2 separate regions of the Macaca mulatta genome follow, and region 1 is linked to region 2. The links are chromatin contacts, called in public Hi-C maps. All regions are on one chromosome and are shown on one strand. Each heading gives the region's core, a stretch centred on a gene start, on an enhancer-like site or on the middle of the called end of the contact. The rest is flanking DNA. Distances are from core to core; before and after follow the strand shown.

What was found. Hi-C and Micro-C count contacts between places; a contact is called where the count stands out from the background.
Region 1: a contact with region 2 is called in a Hi-C map of fetal cortex germinal zone, with 8 times the contacts expected there. The contact joins the enhancer-like site here to the promoter of EPHA4 in region 2. A contact is called at or near these places in 2 of 14 Hi-C or Micro-C datasets (fetal cortex germinal zone and fetal cortical plate).

Annotation. Positions count from the first base shown.
Region 1 is chr12:127,224,578-127,230,955 of T2T-MMU8v2.0, reverse strand. No RefSeq gene overlaps it. Among named protein-coding and RNA genes, the nearest start is that of PAX3, 330 kb to the left of the region's middle. Within about 2 kb of position 5,020, at least 5 of the 40 cell types and tissues checked have an H3K27ac peak or open chromatin away from gene starts, as enhancers often do. A contact at or near this core is called in fetal cortex germinal zone and fetal cortical plate, where this site is marked.
Region 2 is chr12:126,819,580-126,826,056 of T2T-MMU8v2.0, reverse strand. It overlaps EPHA4 (EPH receptor A4), which reads left to right and starts at 2,298. Exons shown (of 17, transcript NM_001260870.1): 1 at 2,298-2,420; 2 at 5,876-5,943. The coding sequence starts at 2,330.

The DNA of each region.
Region 1 (6,378 bases), core at 3,771-6,270, 400 kb before region 2:
ATAATGGTCTTGGAAGGTAGTTCCAGGTTTCAGGCAGAAAACAGAGAGGATTTTCTCCATTTCTCATGTGGATCAGATTCACGGAAGTAATTTACTCTCAAAAGTGGCTGGGTCTTCAAGTGTAGATAAAGTGGGTACTTCAGTAAGGGTAGCATTTTAGACTCTCTTGGGGGCACAGGCAAGAGTTTTCAATGTAGTTCTTGTGCAATTTGCTGAATTCTGAATGTGAAGGTGGGGAAAGCTATATATGTTACCCTTTCACTGTGATTTATAATTATCTCTTAGGTCTCGTTGTTTTGAAGGTTCCTTTTGATCATTAGTTAAAATTTTGCCCCACCTGACAGAAGTGTTCTGATGAGTTAAGACATCTGTAGCTTATTAATTGAAATTTATAGAGTCTTTAAATAATTTTTCTTAGTGACATTATGGTAATTTTGATTATAGCCTTTGGGCAAAGAATATACAAAGAATCAGGTTATCAAGTTCCTCTAGGACTATAGATTAAATAGTAAATTCAGCTACTCTTTGCAAGTTATACTAGTCCTTTTAAGGCCTATGTATGCAAGTAGTAGTTTAGCCTACTCATCAAAATTTAAAAAAAAAAAAAAAGAAAATTTAAGAAGTGGGCACTGTGTTCTAGAAGCAAATCAAAACATACTTTTTTGCTTTTCAGAAGCACTATTTCAACTTTTCTTTTCCTTTCATTTTCCTTTCAATTTCCCATTTATACTTACCTTAGAATGTTCTGCGATTATAATCCTTCTTATTGTTAGGCTGCTGTTTACGTGAAATGTGCACATTAAGATTAACACTTTTACCTCTGTCTCTGGTTTCCCACTCACTTAAATTTTAAAAATGGCATTGTCAAGGGAAAAATACACATAGAGTATATATAATATCAAGACAAGTGAGCCAACCTAGGACAGATATACTAGGTCACCATACAGTGTCTGAGTGGAAACGTGAGTGCCTTCAATGAGATGGTGAATCATGAGAGAGCCTGTTTTGACAGTGAAGTGAGGAAGAGTTGGGTCACCCACTAAGGCAGAGGGTCACCACAGCTCTAGAAGTTCTTCTCCCCACCCTTAGGAGGCTTTGGAGAATATTATCCTAAACAAGTGGAGAAGCGGTCACTACATACTTCTCAGGAAAAAAAGCATTAACATGTTTCTGAGGTTTTGATAAGAAACACAATTTAATAAATAGATAATAATTAAAGGAAAGCACCTACTCTCAACCTATACTTGAAGGAACTTGAACCAGTCTAGTCAGTTTACAGTTATAATGTGTGTTGTAACCAGATGAGTGATTTATCAGAACTTTACAAAATCTAAGTCTTGGTTCGGAGGCTTCGGAAAGAGAAAAGTTTCGAGTCTTTGGATGACTGACTTAATTTTCCTTGCTGAATTTCATTTACATTCTGGGCATGAACAAACAAAAATAATGTTTTCATTCTCTCCTTTCCAGATAAGTGATTAGTAAGGGATGAACCACATTTGGCTTTGATATAAATCAAACCGCCCTGGAAACCAAGGTCATGGAGCTTATTGTATTTTCCTCATGTTTGCTTTGTTTTTTGCCTCTGTAACCTGTGGTTCTGTGTAGAATTCCACCTTACCTGGTACCTCATTTTTAGTAACATTTTTATTACTCATAACAATTTTTTTTCCTTTTTTGAAAATATAAAGGTATTTTCTATTTAGTAGTATGAAAGTGTGCAAATATTTTATGCTAAATGCCACCTTGAAGACATAGAAGATAGAAAACCATAATGAAGTTAGATAATTGGTATGGGAGAGTGTTTAAGGCTTGAAACTTTTTTCGGTTTGCAGTGTGTCTGTGGCATAAACTGTTATTTCGGGTAATTCTTCAGGGCATTTCCAGGCACTTTATCAAGACTGACAGATTAGCTAATCAGCCTTCTTGGTATATGTGGGATGTGTGCCACAAACAATGAAGGAATGGGCAGGAAAATGGAGTAACATACGTCCAGGATCTTAAACCCTCACGAACATCATGAAAAAGACAAAGTCTCTACAATAAAGAGTTCATACCTCACCGTGGGGAAGATTAGCCCTATTTTCAAATTCAAAACTAGGAAGATCCTATGAACAAATCAATGTGGAAGTTAGGAACTGATGTGTCCTAAATGAAGTTCATTCTAATTGAATCTTATTGTAGCAAAGATACCATGTGAAATCTCTAAACATAACATTAGGTGCAAATTTCATTCTAGGATAAGGAATTATTTTAAAATAATCTCAACGAGACAATATAATAATATTAAAATGTAAAACACAACTTGTAAGTGAGGTGATTAACTTATAAGAATTAAATAACATGTCTTTGCTATGGGTACTCACTCGAAGTCTATTCACTGTTCTTGTAAAGAGGTTTGTCCAAACCATTTTCTAGGATTTCTCTTTTCTAGACTTTCTCCGTGACTCTTTTGGTGAATCTTTCTTTTTGCATAGAATGAATGCATTTATCTGCCTCTTGTAAATTCTGGGAAATACCAATAAAGCATAAAGCACAGATTCTGCCCTCCTGACATCTACATTTTGGTTGGAGAGACAAAACATATACACAAGAAGCATTGAAGTGAGTGTGGGTGTCTGAATTGTTCTTATAGGGTCTAGGAAGTCAGAAGGGCATGTGCTTGGAGTGTCTGAGAAATATTTTTTTGGAGAAATTATAATTTGTTGGATAAATAATATCTTTTTTCCTTTCCCTTTTTTTTTCTTTTCTTTTCTTTTCTTTTCTTTTTCTTTTTTTTTTTTTTTTGAGGCAGAGTCTCTCTCTGTCGCCCAGGCTGGAGTGCAGTGGCAAAATCTCGGCTCACTGCCGCCTCTGCCTCCTGGGTTCAAGTGATTCTCCTGCCTCAGCCTCCCAAATAGCTGGAATTACAGGTGCCCACCACCACCCTCAGCTAATTTTTGTATTTTTATTAGAGATGGGGTTTCTCCACGTTGACCAGGCTGGTCTCAAACTCCTAGCTTCAGGTGATCTGCCTGCCTCAGCCTCCCTAAGTGCTGGGATTACAGGCATGAGCCAGTGCATCCACCTAGATAAATAATGTCTAAAAAGGAGAAAAGGAGGAGAGAAGGCAAGGTGGACCGGAGATATGTCATAAATAAAAGTGAGAATAAGGAAATGAGCTCAGAACTTATTTACTTAATAATTATTTATTGAATGTATACTAGAAATATACAGCAGTAAATATCATGAGGGCCTGGCTCTCATAAAGCTTACATTCCAATATGATGAGGTAGACGATAGAAAGGAAAATAACAAGATAATTTTAGATTGTGAATGTAAAATTAAGGAAATACATGGAAATGAGAGAAAAATAGGGAGGCTGGGGGTGTGTGTATTCTGTATTCCTTAAACTTTCACATGCATGTGAATTTCCCAGGGATCTTGTTGAGGTTTAGATTGTGATTCTGATTCAAAATTCTGGGGTGGAGCCTGGAAGCCTGCATTTTCAAAAAGATCCCGGATAATGCCAATATCACTTGATTCACAGACCACACTTTTGAATAACAAGTCTTTAGTTGACATGATCTGAGGATCTCACTGAAATAAAATTGCTTGGAACACAGGAATCCTGGCAGGGCAGGGTGGGAAAGAAGAATGAAAAAGATCAACAGGAAGATTTGGGCCTTCAGCAGTGAGGCCAGCGTTGAAGACGTCTGATTTGGCAGGTGCATGCAGGGTGGAGTTGAGTGGGGTTAGGAACCATTCTCACCTTGGGGCATCTATAGAAAATGATGCTGTTGCACAGTGGGGGAAAGTGGGTTTCTGCCTGGGGAAGATCTGGATTAAAAGAGCAAAGGACTAAAGAGAAGGCATTACCATGGTCCATGCACACCACGAAGAGTCCTTTGAGGACAGAAAAGAAGCAGTGAGCAGGAGAAACAACTGCACAAAAAACTGTCAGGATTTTGTGAGTGTTTGGTTATACACGGTAAAGAAGGAAGATGGTTTTAGGGATGGGACATCAAACATTCCAGCAGACAGCTGAACACACATCACTGGCACTCAAGTGAAAATTCTGCCCAGGAGTTAAAGATTTTTCAATCAAACCCTAAGAGTTTAAGATGTGCAAATAAGTAATTCCTTTGAAGCCAAAAGTATGAGGCGAGAAGAGCAGATGAGAGAAACTATGCTTTGAAAAATATTTACAGCCTATGGAAGAATGAAGGGGGGTATGTGTCCCCCATGAAGAAGGCAGGAGGCGAGCAGGTGAGAAATTTTGGAAGATCAGGAAGCTGTCATGAGTAGTCCATGTTGTACAGGCACTGGACACTGTATGATAATAGGACTTGGACTATCGTTACTGGTCATTGTAGACAGGCTGATTGGGAAGGCAGGTCCTTTATCCTCACCTCTTTGTCCCTCTCTAAAGCTCTCCAATTAGACCACAGGCATGGTCAAGCCGGCGTGTGGTCAAGCATTTCCACCTGAAAAGCACTTCCGTCTCCGGGGGAAGGGGTGAGATGAAGGGGAGGGTGACCAGGAAGAGGGCAAGTTTGCAAGCAATTCCATATCCGACCTTACACAGCTCCTACGGCCCCAGAAGCATACAGTCCTCTCTGAGACGCACCACTCATCTGCACCCTTGCAGAGTGCGAGGAACAAGACAGCTTTCCTTTGTCTTCCTTATATTTTATGGAAAAACGGAGTCCTGAGGAGGCTCATTGTGCTGTGAAAGATCACTACATCTGTTAGCAGTTAAGTTTCGAATGAGGACCCAAGTTTCTTGACTTTCAGAGTAATGGTCTTATTTCAGTTAAGGTAAACAGTGACAAGTGTTAAATATAGAGGATATGTATATATGGAATACCTTGTCCCTGAGTCTATGGGAGTCCTAGTTTTGCATTCATTGACATTAGTTTTTAGCCTTTCTGGATTCAGGACATAAGGTGACATTTTTGTGTTTACTGTATTCGATATGTTCTGAATATGAGAAAACCTTCAATGGGTGTTTTGGACTGTTCCACACTGAAATGCTAGGTGGCAGCCTAACACTGTCTTAAGATATTTCGAACGCCTGTTTGGTGCTCTCAATGGCATTTTAACAAAAAAATTGTAGAGATATTTTAAAAGGAATAACTTTAAGAAGATTTAAAGAAATAATTAAATGATGGTGATGACACATATATTTGTAAACTTCCTTTCACTGAAGCCTATTTTAAATTACAAATTACACATGCAATCGAATGTGGTATTAAAAACGTAAGACTTAGAAAAATAAGTAAAGGATGTAAATAGATATTTCACAAGAGAAGAAATACACAGGGCAAAGACTTTATGCACAATTTTTAACCTCCAATAAGAAGGAAAATTCAAATTAAAATAAGGACATTTTTACTATCTCTCAATTGGACGGGATTATTTTCAAAAGTTTTATCCTGAAGAAAAATTAATTAGAGATGTGGTCAAAGATTTATGCACAAGCATCTTCCTTGATGTTTTATTTATGATAGTCTAAAGACATTAATTCTTAGAAGATGGTGTTTCTTAAGATGAAATATTATGCATTCTTAATTGATAGGGCTTTTTATTTTAGTTAGCCTCTAACAAAATTATATTAATTATAGCCACTTAATGCAAAAGTGCAGATACATAATGTATAAAAAACACACAGAGAAGAGGTGAACATTAGCCCTTGTTGGAGGAACTGGATTTGTTGTGCACATTTTAGATATTTAGGAGAACTGACTGGAGCTGAATTTCTACAACTAGGTCAATGCTTGGATTGATGATGAAGCAGAAGAATCATAACCAAATGGATGACAAGTGGCTGTTCTCAGCTGCCACTGTTTAACTAAACTGCAGGAGTGTAAAGGGATGAAAATCCAGGTCCCTTCTTTGAGACATTTTCTAGAATCACATGAGTGTCTGTGGGCCTAAATGTCCCACACAGGGCTGCTGTCAGCACACAGATTTCTGTGGCAACTAAAAAGGGAAGAATTCAGTAAACTAGAAAGAAACCCACATCTCTCTCTCTCGAGTGATTATTAAACGATCATCTGTAAATATTGTGAAAGTCGTCAGAATCAAAATGGAGTTACTTGTGTTAAAAACCCTGACAAATAGAATTGGGAAAGGCCAGGAAGAGAGTGTTCTCATCATGAGTGTCTGATAACAAGAACTACCACAAAAGACTGCAAAAAAGGCCATTGCAACCTTACACACACACACAAAATGCTTCTGTGGGGACATCTGCTCAGCAACTGCCAGTCTAACCTCATGCTGGCGCCACCCTTGTTATTGATCCTTGCAGCCAAGGATAATTATCTCAAGACAATTATGCAATCCTCATTTTTTCTTTAAAAACCTTTGTCTTCCTCTACCTCCCTGCAGATGCACACA
Region 2 (6,477 bases), core at 1,049-3,548:
GAATTCGGATTGCTCTTTTCTCTTTTGAATCTGTGTGCCAAATGACAGGGACCAATATTCGTCTTCTTTTTCTGTAAAACTCAGAAAGACATGAAAGAACCTAGGAATGCATTTCTTAAAGGGATTTAGTGCAATTGTTTTAAATAATTTATGCACGCACACACACATACATATATCCCCCGAGTACTTTTTTTTTTTTTTTTGCCTTTTTACTTGTGTGCAGTCAGTAACTACAATAACTGAAATCCACTTCTTTGGACTGTGACATTTAAGCAAATCTTGTATCTAGAAACCGAAATGCCCAGAGTCTCGCACAAGCTGTTCCTCTGGGCCACCAACTCACACAGCCGCCGCCCAGCGCCTCGGCACGCGCGCTCATCTTATGTAAAAGTAAAAGTTGCTCATGTCATTAGCTCGGCTCTGAGTTTGCATGAGAAACCAGCGCAGCTCTCGAGCCAAGGGGGAAAACACGATCTGCTGCGGAGCCCAATGACCTGAAACCGTAGCAGCGACTCGAGACCTGTCCTCTCCTCCACGCCGACCTACACCCCTCCCGCTTTATTTAGGATCTGCTTTTCCGAGAGCAGCCACTCAAGCAACCCCCGAAGGTTTGGTAGGAGTTTCTCCTTGAAACGCTTTCCGATACCATCTTTTGAAATCCAGCAGGTGAGAGTCACGACAGACTCCGGGACCTCTTGAGCGCTGCCCGCAGCCCCACGGTAGGAGTAGTGCAGGAGACTTGGCGGTGGCTGGAAAGCTCGCCCAACCGCACGTACCACCTCTCTGCTGGGTTGCGGGTTGCGGGTTGCGGTCTTTGTCCGCTCGCCCTTCCTCCGGGGCCGCACACTCCCGCATCTGGCCGGCAGGTGGCGCGGTTGGCTCACGATGAGCTGCGGCCCGGGTTGGAGAGGGGCCTCCACCTCCCCGCGGCCGCCCGGCCGCCGGGACCCAGGCTCCCCGGGAAAACCCGGCCCTGCTCCGGAGGGAGTCAGAGGAGGGGCAGCCTGGGAAGAGGAAGGGAGGCCTCATCGCTAGGAATCCGTGCTTCTGCCAACGCCTGAGGAAATGCACCGAGTGGCGTTGGGGACTGGTCCCTGGGACACCGGCTGCGCTGCCGTCGCCGGATCGCTCTTAGGTGGCTGAGTCCACGGCTCGGGCATCGGGGGACAGACCACAGCCCGATGGTGCCAGTGCCCCCGGGACCGGAGCAGCCGGGAGGGGCTGTGCGGGTCCTCCTGCTCGCCGTCGTCTCCCGGGGCAGGGAGGGCTGTCCCGGCTAGGTTGGAGCGGGGAGTTGCAGCAGCCGCTCCGGGCAACTTCCCAGTCCCTGTCTGCCTTGTCTGTGCAGCTGCGGGTCCCCGCACCCACACTTAAGCCTTTCGCTTCTACCCCCACCGCTCCCGGACAGCCCAGGCCCGGTTCCAGGGACTCCCCCCGACGCTGCCCCCGGGAAATCCACAATTGGTTCCTGCAGCCCAAGGCCCTGTCGGGGCGTCCTGGGCCCTGGGCGAGGTCCACGGCGTGTGCACAGGGGACGGGGCCAGCGGGGACTTCCTTACTGCTAGAAAGTCATTCCTTCAGTCTCTGGAGACAGTGACGGAGCCCTGCTGCGGGCTGGAAGTTGGGGACCGACTAGGTTCCCGCTCTCCAAGCATCTGGGGAGCCAGGGAAGAAGCAAGTCATGGAGCCACAAAACTCCCCTCAAAGAGCATTTCAGAGGGGGAAGCGCCATAAAGACAAAACAGGGCAAGGCGGCAGAGGGTGGCGGTGGCAGGCGCGCGTGTGCAGCTCAGCCTGGGCGCGCTGGACGCAGACAAGTCGACCCTCCTAAAGAAGCAACCGCAGAGGGACAGGTCAAGTTAGACTTCTTTTATTTCAATAAAAGAGCGTTTTCCTCCATTTCAAACTGCCCGTGGTGGGAGAAAAGGTTGCCAACCTCTTCTCTGGCTCCCCTCGGTCAATTCCAAGCTTTTCGAAGCTCCCTCCGCCGTCCAGGGGCTCGACCTTCGAGGTGACGTGGGGGATCCCGCTGGCTCCCTCCGGCAGGCGGGGGCGGGGACCCGGCAGTGCTCGCCCCCTCGAGCCCCGGGAGACCTCGCGCCCCGCGGAGCCCGGAGGGGGCGGAACCCTGGGGCGGGCCCTACGCGGTGAAGGCGGGGCCTCGGCTGTCCCGTCTGCGCCGCCATTGGCCGCGGGCCCCGGACTGGCGGGCTCACGTCACCGGCCGGGCCCGCCCCCTTGGCAATGTCTTCAGCCCGCTGCTCTCCTAACTTAAGCATTTATTCCACTGGGATAGAAGCGGCAGGAGCAGCGTTGGCACCGGCGAACCATGGCTGGGATTTTCTATTTCGCCCTCTTTTCGTGTCTTTTCGGGATTTGCGACGCTGTCACCGGTTCCAGGGTGTACCCCGCGAATGAAGGTAAGAGCGGGACGGCCTTTCTGTGGTCGGGGACAGCGCGGGGCCATCGCGGGTGAGGGGCCCTCAAGAGCGCAGGGCCAGGTGGTGCGGGGGGAGCCCGGCGTGAGCAGTGCCTCCCGATTCGGGAGAAGAGGACCGGGGCGAGGGGCTTGGCGAAGGGGCAGCGGGGAACTGCAGGGCAGCTTGCCCCGAGGCCGTGACCCGTGCACGCGGTGGGTCTGTCCAAGTTTGTAACGAAAGGCCAAAGTTTATCAGCATCCGCCAGCGAGGCCCGCTCGAGGCGCCCCGAGGGGATGCACGGGAGGCAACGCCAGGATTTGAAAAAAAAAAAAAAAAATTACAAGAACCACGTCCTCTCCGGAGCCAGCCCAGGGCGAGGGGAAAACGCAGCCTGGAGCACAGTGAAGCCTTGGTGCTCCCGGGTTCTAGCGAAAGCCTTTCGAGCTCTGGTTTCTGCAAAGTTTCCCGAGCCCTGCGCTTCTCGGGACCGGGCTGCGGGGCCTGCTCCGCAGCGCAGCGGTCGTGGCGCTGCTCGTCAGGCGCCAGTGACCTGGTTTCTAGCACCTGGAGTCAGACACCTTTCTCCTCACCAAGCCCAGCGCCCCGAGGGTGCCATTGCGGGCCTGAGGGGCCCGGGCTCTTCACCCCGCAGACTTGGGGAACCCGCCGGCAAGTTGAACGCAGTCGAGTTTTAGCTTTTCGCCCCAGAATTGCACACTGTTTAGAGCTAACGTGCGGGATCGACGGGACCCGTCTGGGTGCTCAGTTTTCTGTACATCCGTTCGGACGTGCTGGGAGGATTGTATGTGCCTGTGTGTCTGTGTCGGGAGATGGGGCGGCGGGGGGGCGGGGGCGGTGATCATTTAGATACTGAGAAACCCAGGGAGAGGCGAACGGTGTGTGTGTGTGTGTGTGTGTGCGCGCGCGCGCGCGCGCGCATGCATGTATGTGTGTGTGCATGTCTGCGTGTGTGTGCATGTCTGCGTGTGTGTGCTTGTGTGTGTGCGCGCGCGCGTGCAACTGCGTATATGTAGGTGCGCGAATGCCTGGGTGGAAGCGGACGCGGAGGATTGTATGTCTGTTTGCAAATGTCCTGAGTGTGTGCGCGTGTGTTCGAGTGTATGCTCGTGCTGTGTTCCAGAGTATGCTCGTACATCGGCCTGCGTGCATCTAGTCTTACATCTGTCTCTCATTCTTCTCCTTTCCGGCATCCATCTATCCATACGTCCATCCATCCGTCTATCCATCCATTTCTGCATCCATCCATCTCTCTGTGCATCCATCCGTCCGTCTGTCCATGCATCCATCCATAATGCATCCAGCTATATATCTGTCCGTCCGTCCGTCCATCCGTCCCTCCATCCGTCCATCCATCCACCCATTCATCCATCCATCCATCCATCCATCCATCCATCCATCCATCCATCCATTCATCTTACCATCTCTCCAGACATCCGTCCATCCATCCCTGTGCACTCTATCGTTTTCTCTGTTCCGAAGGAGGGAGCCAAAAACCAACTTAGCTCAGCCGGTACCCGGAGCTCTCCGGAGAGACGGAGGCTCTGAGAGATTTATACACCTGCCCACAGACGTCGCTTGGGAGGAAAGGGGCGCTCTCTCACCCTCTGGGTCTCCCCTATCCTTCTGACGTGGCTTCTGGTGGTTCTGGTGCCATCTCGGCCGCCGCCGCCCCTCGGTCCCTAGGGTTATTCATTCTCCTGAGCGGAATCGTTGATCCCGCGTTCTCCTGGCCACTTCACACACTTGTTAGGACGTCCCCTGAGACCTCTCTCGCCCCAGATGTAGAGACTGTTTGCTTTCTTTCTTTTTTTTAACCCCCCCCCCCTTTTTTTTTCTTTTAGGAGAAAAACTTAGGAGCCCAAGACAAAAAGGCGCTGAGAGCCCTAGGCTCCTGTTGAAGGGGAGGGAGGGATGTCTGTTCCCCTCCCCTCCCCCATCTCCCCCATCTCCCCCTTAAAAATTAATTCACTTTGTTGCTTTCTATTCCCATCACGTTTCCTTTTCTCCCTTTTACCCTCCCTTTCTACTCCCTCCCTTTTTTTGTAAATTGGGTCTTATTGTTTCCTTTGTGTCCCTAATCCACCTTACATAAATCCAAATGGATGTAGCGGGCCTTTCTCTAGGGACAGAGAGGAGAGAATGGTTGCGGTGGTGGGGGTGGGGGAGGGAAGGGGGTGGGTTGCGGTGGTGGGGGTGGGGGAGGGAAGGGGGTGGGAACTCCAGGCAGGAGCGACCCAGGGAAGGCTCTACATTTTAAAATCATTAACAGACCCCAGGAATTCAGACTCCCCGGGAAAACTAGGGAAAAGAGACTGATTTTTAACTCCATTGACTTTGAGGTGTAATGAGAGGGAAAGTGGGCAGAATCCAGGGGCCTGGGGGTAAGCTTGAGAGTTGGGGTGCGCATGAGCACAGAGGAAGGCTTCCCATTCCCACCCCTCCCCCAGCCTGAGGAGCCAGCCTGGCTGATCAAATTAATAACCCAGTGTTTTCCTGTGAGGTGGGCCTTTCGACACCCAGGACTGCAGATCTCGGTGGGAAAGAGAGGTTTTGAATTCATTGCGTCCTTTTGGATGTTCCCCTTACCTAGCGCTGTTCTAGCCTGAGCGGGGGACCGCAGCTCGGTAGGCTGTCCTCCCTTCCCCCCAAGCTTTGACGCACTCTTAGGTGTAGCACAAGCACACTAAAGCCCTTAGGCAGCACTCCATACCTAAAATTCAAGCCAGTGATATCCTAGGGGTGGAAGACGAGTCTCTGATTGTCCCCAACACATCTTGAGAAAGAGAGACTACTTGAGGTACATTTGCATTCTGATTCTGCACGTCTGGCATTCCCTCTTTCTGAAACTTTGATATTTAAAAAAACAGCGGATACCATATTCATGGACTATTTACTTGGTTGTGGAGGGGAAAATGTTAGGGAGAGCCTTTGCCTGACCCTTTGGATAGGATACTCTCTGATAGAAGAGAGAATTCACTTGTGGCTCTGTCACCCTGATGAGTTATGTGGTCATCTGAAACTTGCAAAAACAAATAATTCTGGTAGATACCAGACAGAGATGAATGCAGATTTAGCTCTGGAGTGCAACTGCTCTACATAGATGTATTTATCTTTTTGAATTGTACTTCAGATTCTCTATTCATCCTTTTTAGAAAAATGAATCAAGTGAGTCCTAGGATGGAATTTTAAATGCTAAGTAAGTTAAATAAATAAGAACCTGCAGATTTAAAGAGGGGGAGAAGATCAAATGAGTAATGATTATTTACATAAGTGAGCCCAAGTTTACGTTTTGATCAGTGTTGGATATGCGTGCCCTCAGCACATATGGAAACGCTCAAGCAAATGGTTTTTGTGTTACTGGCTTTTTGCAATTGGAAATTAATCTATTTTTCTTTTGTTTTTTGTTTTGTTTTGTTTTGTTTTGTTTTTTGCAGTTACCTTACTGGATTCCAGATCTGTTCAGGGAGAACTTGGGTGGATAGCAAGCCCTCTGGAAGGAGGGGTAAGTCCTGAGTTGCTCTCTGATCCAAAGGGTAAAAGAGGAGTGATTAGTAACTTTCTGAGAGTCCTAATGGCTTGATTCTTGTTGATTGTGGTGAGGGGGTCAGATTTCCGCTGTGGCCTATGAAGTGAATTACGCTTTGTTGGAGAAATCCTATACTCCCTTTGGATAGCTCTGTCATGGAAGAACTAGAAGCCAAAAGGGCAGAAAGGGGTTTCAAAATTAGGAGATTGGTGGAGGCATAGACTTAGATGCCTATTTAAAACTAAAATACCGACAGGAAATATGATCCGGGGACCAAATTAGAATTTATGCCTATTACTGTGATGGCCGTGAAGTCCTGACAGGGTTAATTTAAGAGCAATTGTCCTGCTTCCAGATGAAAAAAAAGAATAAATAAAGATACGAGAGAGAAGACATTTCTAATTGTACCTGCATGAACTGCAGGAAGGCTCTGTACCTTGCTCTCACTCTTAAGTCAGCTGCTGTTCTCTTGCACACTGGGAGACAGTCACGTGAACTTGTGTCAGAAAA